Regions from separate parts of the Mus musculus genome. Here region 2 is linked to region 1. Evidence: chromatin contacts called from public HiChIP or PLAC-seq data. All regions are on one chromosome and are shown on one strand. Each heading gives the region's core, a stretch centred on a gene start, on an enhancer-like site or on the middle of the called end of the contact. The rest is flanking DNA. Distances are from core to core; before and after follow the strand shown. Region 1 has its middle 15 kb from the start of Prdm5. Region 2 has its middle 29 kb from the start of A430010J10Rik.

What was found. HiChIP or PLAC-seq counts read pairs in DNA pulled down with a chosen protein or histone mark.
Region 2: an H3K27ac HiChIP or PLAC-seq map of embryonic stem cells shows a contact between it and region 1, with 6 times the contacts expected there. The contact joins two enhancer-like sites. A contact is called at or near these places in 2 of 39 promoter capture datasets (3T3-L1-derived adipocytes and stem cell-derived epiblast-like cells), 1 of 115 datasets of contacts at active chromatin or transcription factors (embryonic stem cells) and 1 of 9 other capture datasets (liver).

The regions. Positions count from the first base shown.
Region 1 is chr6:65,761,906-65,766,860 of GRCm38.p6, forward strand. No RefSeq gene overlaps it. Among named protein-coding and RNA genes, the nearest start is that of Prdm5, 15 kb to the right of the region's middle. Within about 2 kb of position 3,361, at least 82 of the 459 cell types and tissues checked have an H3K27ac peak or open chromatin away from gene starts, as enhancers often do. A contact at or near this core is called in embryonic stem cells, where this site is marked.
Region 2 is chr6:67,125,835-67,130,933 of GRCm38.p6, forward strand. No RefSeq gene overlaps it. Among named protein-coding and RNA genes, the nearest start is that of A430010J10Rik, 29 kb to the right of the region's middle. Within about 2 kb of position 3,512, at least 79 of the 459 cell types and tissues checked have an H3K27ac peak or open chromatin away from gene starts, as enhancers often do. A contact at or near this core is called in embryonic stem cells, where this site is marked.

The DNA of each region.
Region 1 (4,955 bases), core at 2,111-4,610:
TGAGGGTGATGTGGTCACTAGCATTAAATTTGTAATTGAATGTGACTGGTATTTTATAATGAGTGCTGTAGACTATTATATTGCCAACCAAATATTCTAAGTTTTGCCTCAAAAGTAGAAGTTAATTTACTAAAGAAAAGGCTTCTGGGTGCTTCTTCTGTGTAATGATGCTAATGGGATCCCTTGAATTTTACTTGTATTTATGCACCTGATAAATTACATAGACCTTCAAAGATGAAATGCTTAGAACCCTTTAGCAAGCTGGTAGGTTCTAAACCAGAATTGGTGGTAGTGCATTTTCTGTGTTTATACTCATAGTTGTACCCTGGTAATTTTCTTTATGCAGAGATGCACATCCTAACACTCTCTACTCTAAGCAGTGTCTCCTAATATTATGAAAAAGTAGTAGACATTAGTCACTTAAGGAGTTGCTGATAGTCTCCTGCTACAAGACTACACTTCATAGCTTTTCTTAAATTTGGAGGCAAGGTTCCAAAGGGAAGGACTGTGGAAGGAAATGTGCTGCAATCATATTCACCCCTATAAAGGGTCCCAGCCATCATTCCCACAGATTTTCTCAGCTACACATGTTGGGGGGGGGGGGGGCTTATGTCCCCTTGCTGTGAATAAACATGATACTGACTGCTTAATATCAGACACCTCTAAATTTCTGCCTTCTCTCTCTTGAAGCCACCAAGGAAATCTAACACTACACCTATACACAGCAAAATACATACCTTTCAAGGTAGTTTTGAGTATTTGCCCTTATGGTCTACTTTCCTTTAAAGATTTATAACTGTTGCCTGCTAACATTCTGCAGAAATATAACTTCTGACAAAAAAAAGTCTGATCAATGTTTTTGAGATGCCAGAATATTACCCAGGGGACCAGTAAGCTAAAACTCACATTTATATTCCCTAAGAGCTACTACTTCTAAAATTCTTTTTTGATTAAAATTGACCAAAAGAGTTTTATTGCTTCTGAGGCCTTAGCTTCTATTGCTAATTCCACTCCTCCCCCAGTGTGGGAAAGGATCAGAGCAATTGAGACAGGTATCATCCAAGAAAAGGGAAACAATGCAGAACAGAGAAGGTCAGTTGCCAGCAACTTAATGCTCATCAGCAAGAAGAGAATTTGTAAGAAACAAAATCAAGTCAATTGGGCATGCTAGAAATTGCCTTTAAGGTCGAAGCAGGAGGAGCATAAGCTTGAGGCTAGTATATTCTATAGCAAGACAAAATGGAATCCCTAATACCAGCCTCCTCTTCCCCTCCTCCTCCTCCTCCTCCTCCTCCTCCTCCTCCTCCTCCTCCTCCTTCTTTTTGGTTTTTCAAGACAGGGTTTCTCTGTATAGCCCTGGCTGTCCTGGAACTCACTTTGTAGACCAGGCTGGCCTTGAACTCAGAAATCCACCTGCCTCTGCCTCCCAAGTGCTGGGATTAAAGGTGTGCACCACCACGCCCAGCTGAGAAAAGCTTCTTATCTATGGTGCTAGCTAGATGTCTTCTGACATTGGCTTCTACTTGTGTTCTTTTTTATATTCCTTTGATGATATTGATTTCAGACACAGGTATATTTCACCTCAAGAGTGAGATCAATAACTGAGAATGTGAAAGTGTAATCACTTGGACAGAAGTGAAGATATCCTAAGGAGAGCGACTTGTGTCCCTTCCTTGGTCTATCTGCTGTTCAACTCATGGTTCCCATTGGAATTTCCTCAGGAATCTCAGCCTTGAGCTTTTCTAGTTGCCAGCCTGAGGAGGAACTGTTTCAGGAAAGATTCCCCAGAGACAATCCTGATGGGTATGACCGCACTTCCACCAGTACTGCCCCTATTTGCTACTGCTTAGTAATATATGCAACTCTCGCCCTCTATTTAAGTGTAAACCGATAGAGAAGAAAATGCGAAGTTTCCCAGAACCATTTGTTTATCCTCCCAATGTGTTCAACTGTAATCCAGACAGATCCAGCCACCTGATTTTTGACATGGTTGTCCAAAATATACATCAGAGAAAAAGATAACCCCTTTAAAAAGAATGCTTGGAAAACTGGAGGTACACAAGTAGAATGAAACTAGGTTCCTGTCTCGTCCCCTGTACAAACTCCAAAGGGATCACTGAGTAAAAATATTTTATTAATGTATTTATTTTTTGTGCATCTCTGTGTGTGCACATGTGTGTGTGAGTGTGTGTGGTGTGTGTGTGTGTGTGTGTGTGTGTGTGTGTGTGTGTGTGTGTGTGTGTGTGAGAGAGAGAGAGAGAGAGAGAGAGAGAGAGAGAGAGAGAGACTGATCATGTGTGGAGGTCACAGGATATCCCTCAGGAGTACTCTCCTTCTACCAGGTGGTTTCTGAGGATTGAAGTTAGGTCACCAGCTTACTGGAAGGACTTTTATCCACTGAGCCATATTTCTTGACCATGAATAAAATATCTTAATGTAAGACCTGAAAGTCTGAAACTGTTAAAAACAAACAAACAAACAAAAAACAATGTAAAGAAAATTCTTCAAGGTCTAGGCACAGACACACAATTCCTGGACAAGTCTCCAGGATGTAGGAACAATCATAAGAACTGACAAATGAAGCTTCACTAAATGAACGCTGCCTCACAGCAAAGGAAACTGTTAAGATGTGAACAAACAGATTTCAGAATGGGAGAGGAATCTTTGCTGACTGTAGATCTGTCAGAGGACAGATGCGCTTTTACAAGGATTTGTTACTGTTTTAATTGGGCTGTACTTACAGAATGCCAACTACAATAACTCTGCTCTTCTAAACAAAAGCAGTGCTTAGAAGCAATTAACATTAAATAGCACTAAAATTTACATTTAAAACCTTGGTTTAGTTTAGTTGGGTTTTGTTGTTTTGTTTTGACATGGGTGGTAGAGATAGGTCTCATTATAGCCTAGAGTAGCATCAAATGCTGTATGTTGCAGAGAGTGGCTTTGAACTCCTAATCACCCTGCCTCTCTTCTGAGAATTGGGATAGCAGATTTATGCCAGCACCCCTAGCTTGAATTAAAAAGCCAACCATAACACACCCAAATTCTGAGACGTCAGCTTGTCCTACTTGCCGTCTACATGGGTGGGATATCAACATTTGATCAGCCATTTGGCCATCTGTAAATTGTTAAAAGTCCAGCAGTTGAGCTTCTGCGGAACTGGTGATTGGGGCTGTTTTTTAGCCACTGAACAATGGCTCTTGGCTCCGTACCCACGTTCCTTAAAGGGATAAAGGCCAGAACCGGCACCTTACAGACTCAGACAAAGATTCTGAAAGTAAAAGTCTTGATTTATGACTCCGTGGTCAGGAAAGAGGTGCATCTGACACAGAGAGAGTCCTTTCAAAGGGAAATAAAAGGGGAAGGGAGGCAGGAAGCAGAGCAGAGAGAAGCCTTGAAGGACTCACACAACTGCTGCTTAATTAGCATAAGAGAAACACGAGTTGGCAAGGAGGAAGGTCAGTGCGCAGTCTGAGTTGAGAGCAGCTTGAGCCCTCACTGCGCCAGACAAGAGAGATCTTCAAGAGCAAAGAGACTCCAGACACTTAAGATAGCTTTGACGTTTGGCTTTTAGTGTTCTCAAAAGAGACCAAACAAAGACAGTATACAACAACCTGGGGTAAACCCCATAACCTTAGCTCTTAGGAACAGTTCACTTTGCTAAACAAGAGGATTCTGAAGGATAACCCTTGCCGTGGGAGCCAGAGCATTAGTACAGCTGTCTTCAGGAGAGTTCTAGAAAAACATACTTTTGCCTTCTTTGCTAGAAGGAATCATTTTAAAGAGGATGCCCCACTTTCTGTTAGAAGGACAGGATTTTAGCTACAATTGTTACAGCAAATTTGGGGTGGGGGTTGGGGGGAGGTCTGACCAGAATCACCGCGTGACAGCAAGGAAGTTTTGCATTGTGCAAGTATACCTTGCCTTTCTACAATAGAGCTCTAAAAACCATAGACTGTTTCTGATCATCAAGGCCTGCCATGCTTGAGCGATGGGATAGGCTTTCTCCTAAAGAGCCGAGTCTAATCTCCCGCAAGAAGGTCATCCTGTGCTCCAGCCACAGACCTGACCAAGGACTCTTGCCTGTGTGGGAATCATCCAGAGCTGCCTCTCCCCCGCCCTCTCCTCCTTTCATCCTCCAGGGCCTCTATTCTGTTCTCAGCTCCTCTGCCCTATCCAGTATGGGATGCTGGAGGCTGAGGACCTTGTACCTGGGGCTGCCCCTTGTCCACCACCCTCCGTGTGGGGTCAGTGGCTTAACACAGCAAGATGCCCATCCTGGGCCGTGTGGAAAGCCTGTGCAGTCCTTCCTTGTCCGCCTGCCCGCCCAGAGCACCGGAACTCTGGCAGGATTCATCTTCTCTCCCACTCCCCTCTTTCCACCACACCCACGGCCCCGCAATGCATCACTAACCATTTATCTCATATGCACTAAGAATTCTTTCTATGTCAACATATTATTATTATTACTATTACTATTTTTATTATACTCCCCCCATTGAAAAATGGATTTTTTTTCTTGAATAATCTATCTTGGTTTCCCCTGTCTCTACTCCTCCCAGCTTCTCCCACCTACCTTCCCATCCAGGCACACTGCTTTTGTGTCTCTCATTAGGACAAATAGACTTCTATGGAATAGTAAAAAATAAAATGAAACAAAAACTAACACATTAGAATTGTATTTTAAAAAGGAAAAAAGGGCTGGTGAGATGGCTCAGTGGGTAAGAGCACCTGACTGCTCTTCCGAAGGTCCGGAGTTCAAATCCCAGCAACCACATGGTGGCTCACAACCATCCGTAACGAGATCTGACTCCCTCTTCTGGAGTGTCTGAAGACAGCTACAGTGTACTTACATATAAATAAATAAATCTTAAAAAAAAAAGAAAAAAAAAAAAGAGAAGGCACACACTTAGGAATCTCATACATTGGAAAATCATACATTCATATATACGGTA
Region 2 (5,099 bases), core at 2,262-4,761, 1.4 Mb after region 1:
AAGGGAGTGGGCTGTGCTGGAAACCAGGAGGGAGCCCACAGACTCCTCCTGCTTTGGGCCTGGCCCTCTGTGCGCAGCCTCTAAGTACTCACAATAGCCATGAGGAATTGGAATCATCCCTCTTGCCTGGGATTAGCATCCTATTTTGAGCCCTCCACAAACCCAAGCAGAGTCTGGGGCATGCAACTGTCCCTTTAATAACTCTGATGTTTGATTAATAAGTTAAACAACTTGATTCCATTTACTCCAAGAATCGTGCAACCCAATTAAAAGGTCTGAAAACAAAGACTGGACACGCCAGCTGTTTGCTGGCACTGGTCAGTTGCTGGAGCGGGAAGCCTTGTCAAGCTCAATCAACAGGGCAGAGCCAGCAGCCCACGATGACACAGTCCCCAGGTCTGCCATTGTTCTCGGCCAGTACGATGCTGCATCTGGGTGCCTCCAGGAACAGGGATGAAAACAAAACATTCTTTTTTAACCCAGGGGTTTTTGTTTTGTTTTGTTTTGTTTTGTTTTGTTTTTCTGGTGGCAGTTTTTTTTTTCAGTCACCCAGCTATGACAGGAGCACCCCAGTTCAAGTGACCATGAGAGGGGCATCCTTGCAGACTAGATCTGCTGCCTCTCAGCTTATTCACCTAACACAGAACCTTGAGGCTGTCTTGAAGCTCTAATCGTTAGCGCTGCAGTTTCAGGCCAGTTAAACTATGGAGGATAACCACTGGGACTCTGCCATGCTGAAGCTAAGGGACCGAGTGACATGTAACTCAAACAGCCTCTTGAGAATGTGAAGCCCCATCAGCCTGTGGTCTAGCAATAAACCCCTGATCTAAGAGCTTCATACAAAGAGCGGCCTTTCATTTACAGCCTAGCATGAAAACACACGAGTGAAGTAAAACAAGTCGCTCTCTAGGATTCAGAAGCAAATCCCCAGCATAGGTACTCAGCAGCAGGCCACTGAGAGTGACGCTGCTGCGGAAGGCCATGTACGTGATCTGCCATGGAGTATGCACGGGAGCTTGGCACTAGCAGAGAGGGAGAAAGGAAAGGCCTGGAACTGGGCTGTACAAAACAACAGCTTCAGGCTGCACAGATGACTCAGGGGACGGGAACACTGGGCATTCTTGCAGACAACCTACATGGTAGGCACAGGCATGCATCACTCCAGTCCCAAAGGATCTGGTGCTCTCTCCTGACTTCCGGGAACAGTGGGTTTGTACGTGGTACACATATATCCTTGCAGGCAAAATATTCATACGCTTCAAAATTCAACTTAAGTTTTAGATATGCAGTCACACGTTGTCTGTTTAAGGTTCATGGGAATTATAATTTCAACTGATTGGGTTCATTCATTTGTTTAAATTTAAATTTTAAAAGTTATATTAGGGCTGGTGAAATGACTAAGTAGATAGAGTACTTGCCACAGAGTCATGAGGACCTCAGTTTGATCCAGGCACCTGCACAAAAGCCAAGTGCAATGACAGTGCCTGCAATCCTGGCACTGAGGGAAGAGACAGGCACATACTCCTGTCTCTATGGTCAGCTTCTCTAGTCAGTCAGCAAGCTCCCTAGGTTAAAGAAGAAAGCCTGTCCCAAAAAGCAACATGGAGTGTTGTTGAGAACAACCTTATATTCACCGCTGGCCTCTACATGTGCATGTGTGTACGAATATGATATGCATGAGTGTGAATGTACATGCATGTGCAAGCATACATGTGTGAACACACACAGAGACAGACAGACAGACAGAACTGGGCACGGTAGCAGAAACCTGAATTCCCAGCACTTGAAAGATACAGACAGGTGTCCAAACCCACCTCCAACTACATAACAAGTTAGATGCCAGCCTGGGCTACAGGAGACCCCATCAACAGCAACAATAGTAATAGAAATAAAATCTGAGAGTCGGGCATAGTGGTGCCTATCATCCCACCACTGGGGAGGTCGAGGCAAGAAGATCATGAATTTGAGGACAGTAAGATCCTGTCTCAGCAAAAAGAGAGATGACTCAGCTTTCCAGTTTCAGGATGCAGATGTAAACCATCCCGCCCATCATTAGTGGGCTTAACTATGTTGATTGGGAAGATACAAAGGACAGAGAATGAAATCTGCACTCTGGGACTTCCATCTCAGCTGAAGGCCAACTCCGCCTCCTGCTCCTGCTCAGAGCTTAGCCTTGGCAGTAATCTATCACACCATCTCTCCACTCAAACCTCAGCTGAGCCACTCAGTAGCTTAGTTCTAGGTCTTCATAATCAAAAAGGCCCCAAGGAAGATGTGTCTCCTGACAGAAACTAATGGGAAATTTTCATGAACACTGCAATTTATCAAGTGGTTGCAAGGTATATCTCAGCTCTATAAGTACATGTTCTTATTTAGTATTTTTAGGAACCTGGTTATATGGACTTTTTTAGTATGTTTGACAGACAAGGGAACCAAGAGAGCAAAGCTAAGCGAGTTATCTAAGGTCAAGTTATCCAGAGCTGGTGGCTGGTCAGGTAGACAAATGACCTTCAGCTTTCTATGACTGATGTGTGGGAACATGGTACTGATCTGGGAAGGGGATATCCCACACCCTCTTCTGCTATACATTAGGTGTCAACTCAAATATGAAACTTCTTCAGGGATCTCTCTGGCTTCTGGAACGCCTTCTATGAGCTGGTTTGGCTCTGCTTGGTCATTTTTCTCCTCTTTGATGAGGAAGTTTGAGAGGCCATAACGCTCTCAGCTCAGGCTGGCCTTGCTTAGAGACACCCCTCTCGTTTGAACTTTATGCCCCCTGAACTCAGGGTCCTGCCAGCAAAATTCCCTCATGGTAGAACTTTGGTTAGAGAGCCTAAGTCATGTGCTCATTGGCACTGGAGGCCAAGTCTGTGTGGGTGTTGGGGGGCAGGGAGTCTCAGCCCATACTTCTCTGCTGAACTTCCCTTCCCTCTTTGGCTTGGCAGCAGCTTTTAAGGACATGAGACCAATCCAAGAATTCCTTGTCAACATCACTCCTTTCACCGGAACCACAAATTCATTCCAGTGGGACCCAGCTTTACCTCCGGGCAGACATCAGAAACAACTCCTCTTTACTTCAAAACTGCCACCCTCTCCTGAGAGCCACCCACTTCCACACCTCTTTCTCCCTGCTGAGGAAGAAAATAAGGGCCGGGCTGTCGGAAGTATGGTTGGCAGAGGAGGCCCCAGTCCTGCCAGGCTGTGGGGGGTTCTTCACACCCAGCTGTTGATTTTGCCTTTCTTGTGGTTCCAAGGCTCCTTCCTGCCTCCTTTCTTCTTCCAGAACCAGCTGGATGAGTAGGTGTGGCCTTCCCCAACCGGATCCCTGAGCCACAGTTGCCCTGTGCTGGCGTTCAGGGAAAGGACCATTTTGCAAAAGTGTCTGTTGCATCCCAAACGCTCTTCCTGCCTGTGAGCAAAGCCCACGAGGCATCTGCAGCCTCTGGGGCTCTTCTCACTTCTTGGCTGCTTCAACGGCGGAGGAAACCAGCAGGGGGTCAGAATGAAGGAGGCAGGAAGAAAGTGATCAGCTCTTAGCTGACATTAAAAGCGGAACCTACCAGGAGAGCAGTGATGGTTACCACACTCGGGGATCACTGAATGAGAAGAGGAAAGCCAAGGCGGATCGGCACCCTTCCCTTTGCTCTGCCGGCTTGGCTTCAGAGCACCCCCTTTCCTCCAGGAAGATCTTGATATGAGATGCTTCCTCTTCGGTGTCCTCAAACACCTTGTAGCTCTCTTTGGTGGTTCTAACCATCTCAAAAATGCCTCACTTCTCCCTTTTCTTCCTACTGATATTCTTTTGCCTACTCTTGTTTCTCAAACCCACAGCGCATGTACATGTGGATGCTAAGCCAGACCCGAGCCTAAATGATACCAAACTTCATCTTGAAATACCAATGGGGACGAGAGGGCAGCAGGATTATTGCCGCACAGAACAAATCTGAGGCTCCAAGCCAAGGACAGATTGTGGTTAGGAGTGAGTCCTGAGCGTGGACCCAGACTCAGCACACATGAGCTGTGTGTGCCTGGGCGAGTTCCATCTGCCCATGTTTCTGTCTCCTCACTATAAACAGGGTGACTCAGTCGCTCCCTTTTAGTATTTGTGAGAAATAGGTGAGTTAACACAGGCTAACGATCCGTTATCCAATATGCTTGAACCAGAAGGGAGTTGAGAGTTTCCAGAATCGACAATACCTGCAAAGATTATAAATGTTGAACATCCCTTACCTAAAACCCATTAAATCTGAATTGTTATAAATCCAAAAGGTTTTTGGGTGTCATGTCTATACTAAAACCTTTGAATTGTGAGCATTATTATTCCTACATATTTCATCTTACTGGCTTCCTTCCTTGATGCTAGGCCCAGTCTTGTCTCAAGGCCTGATATATCTTTGTCCCTTGGCTGGCCTACATTTCCCCGATCAGCCCACGTGGTTTTTGCTCACCTTCATTTAGGTCTTCACTAAACTGCTGTTTCCTTCCCTCCAGACCCTTACCCATTTCAGGATTCATCTCAAAGCATGGATACAGCATGGGTCTGTCCCTTTACTAAGTTTTGTTTGTCACCTTTAAATATCACCTGCATGAAAATGAGGACCTTGTTTTGTACCTGTATCATTCCTAGTGCCTAGTAAAATGTCTCCCATGTAATAGATGTGTAAATGAAGGGATGCTTAGATAGATGGCTCCACAGATCTCTTAGGGGAAGGCTTCTGGGCCCATTTCCAGCAGCCTTCCATTCCTCAAACCCCGTGTCACACTCCGTTAAGCGTACCCCCTCCTCCAACTCCTTCTCTATACCCAAGCTTGCCCTCTGGCCCTTCCCTCTCCATTGACCCAGTTTGACACAGCCATTCCCAGTCTCTGGGGGCTTCTGGCATGAGCAATTTGGGATTTGCTGACTATTCCAGAAAGATCAGCTGTCCCCGTGTCAGCTGTTGAGGGGACACAGTGAGCAAGACAGACACACGGGCAAGCAGCAGAAACAGATGGTCACATCCACACTGGAGTCAGGTCACAGAAGCCTGGGGAGGGTGAGGGCACAGAGGAGGAGGGTCTGCTACCCACATGACAAACAAAACCGCAGCTAGACCCTT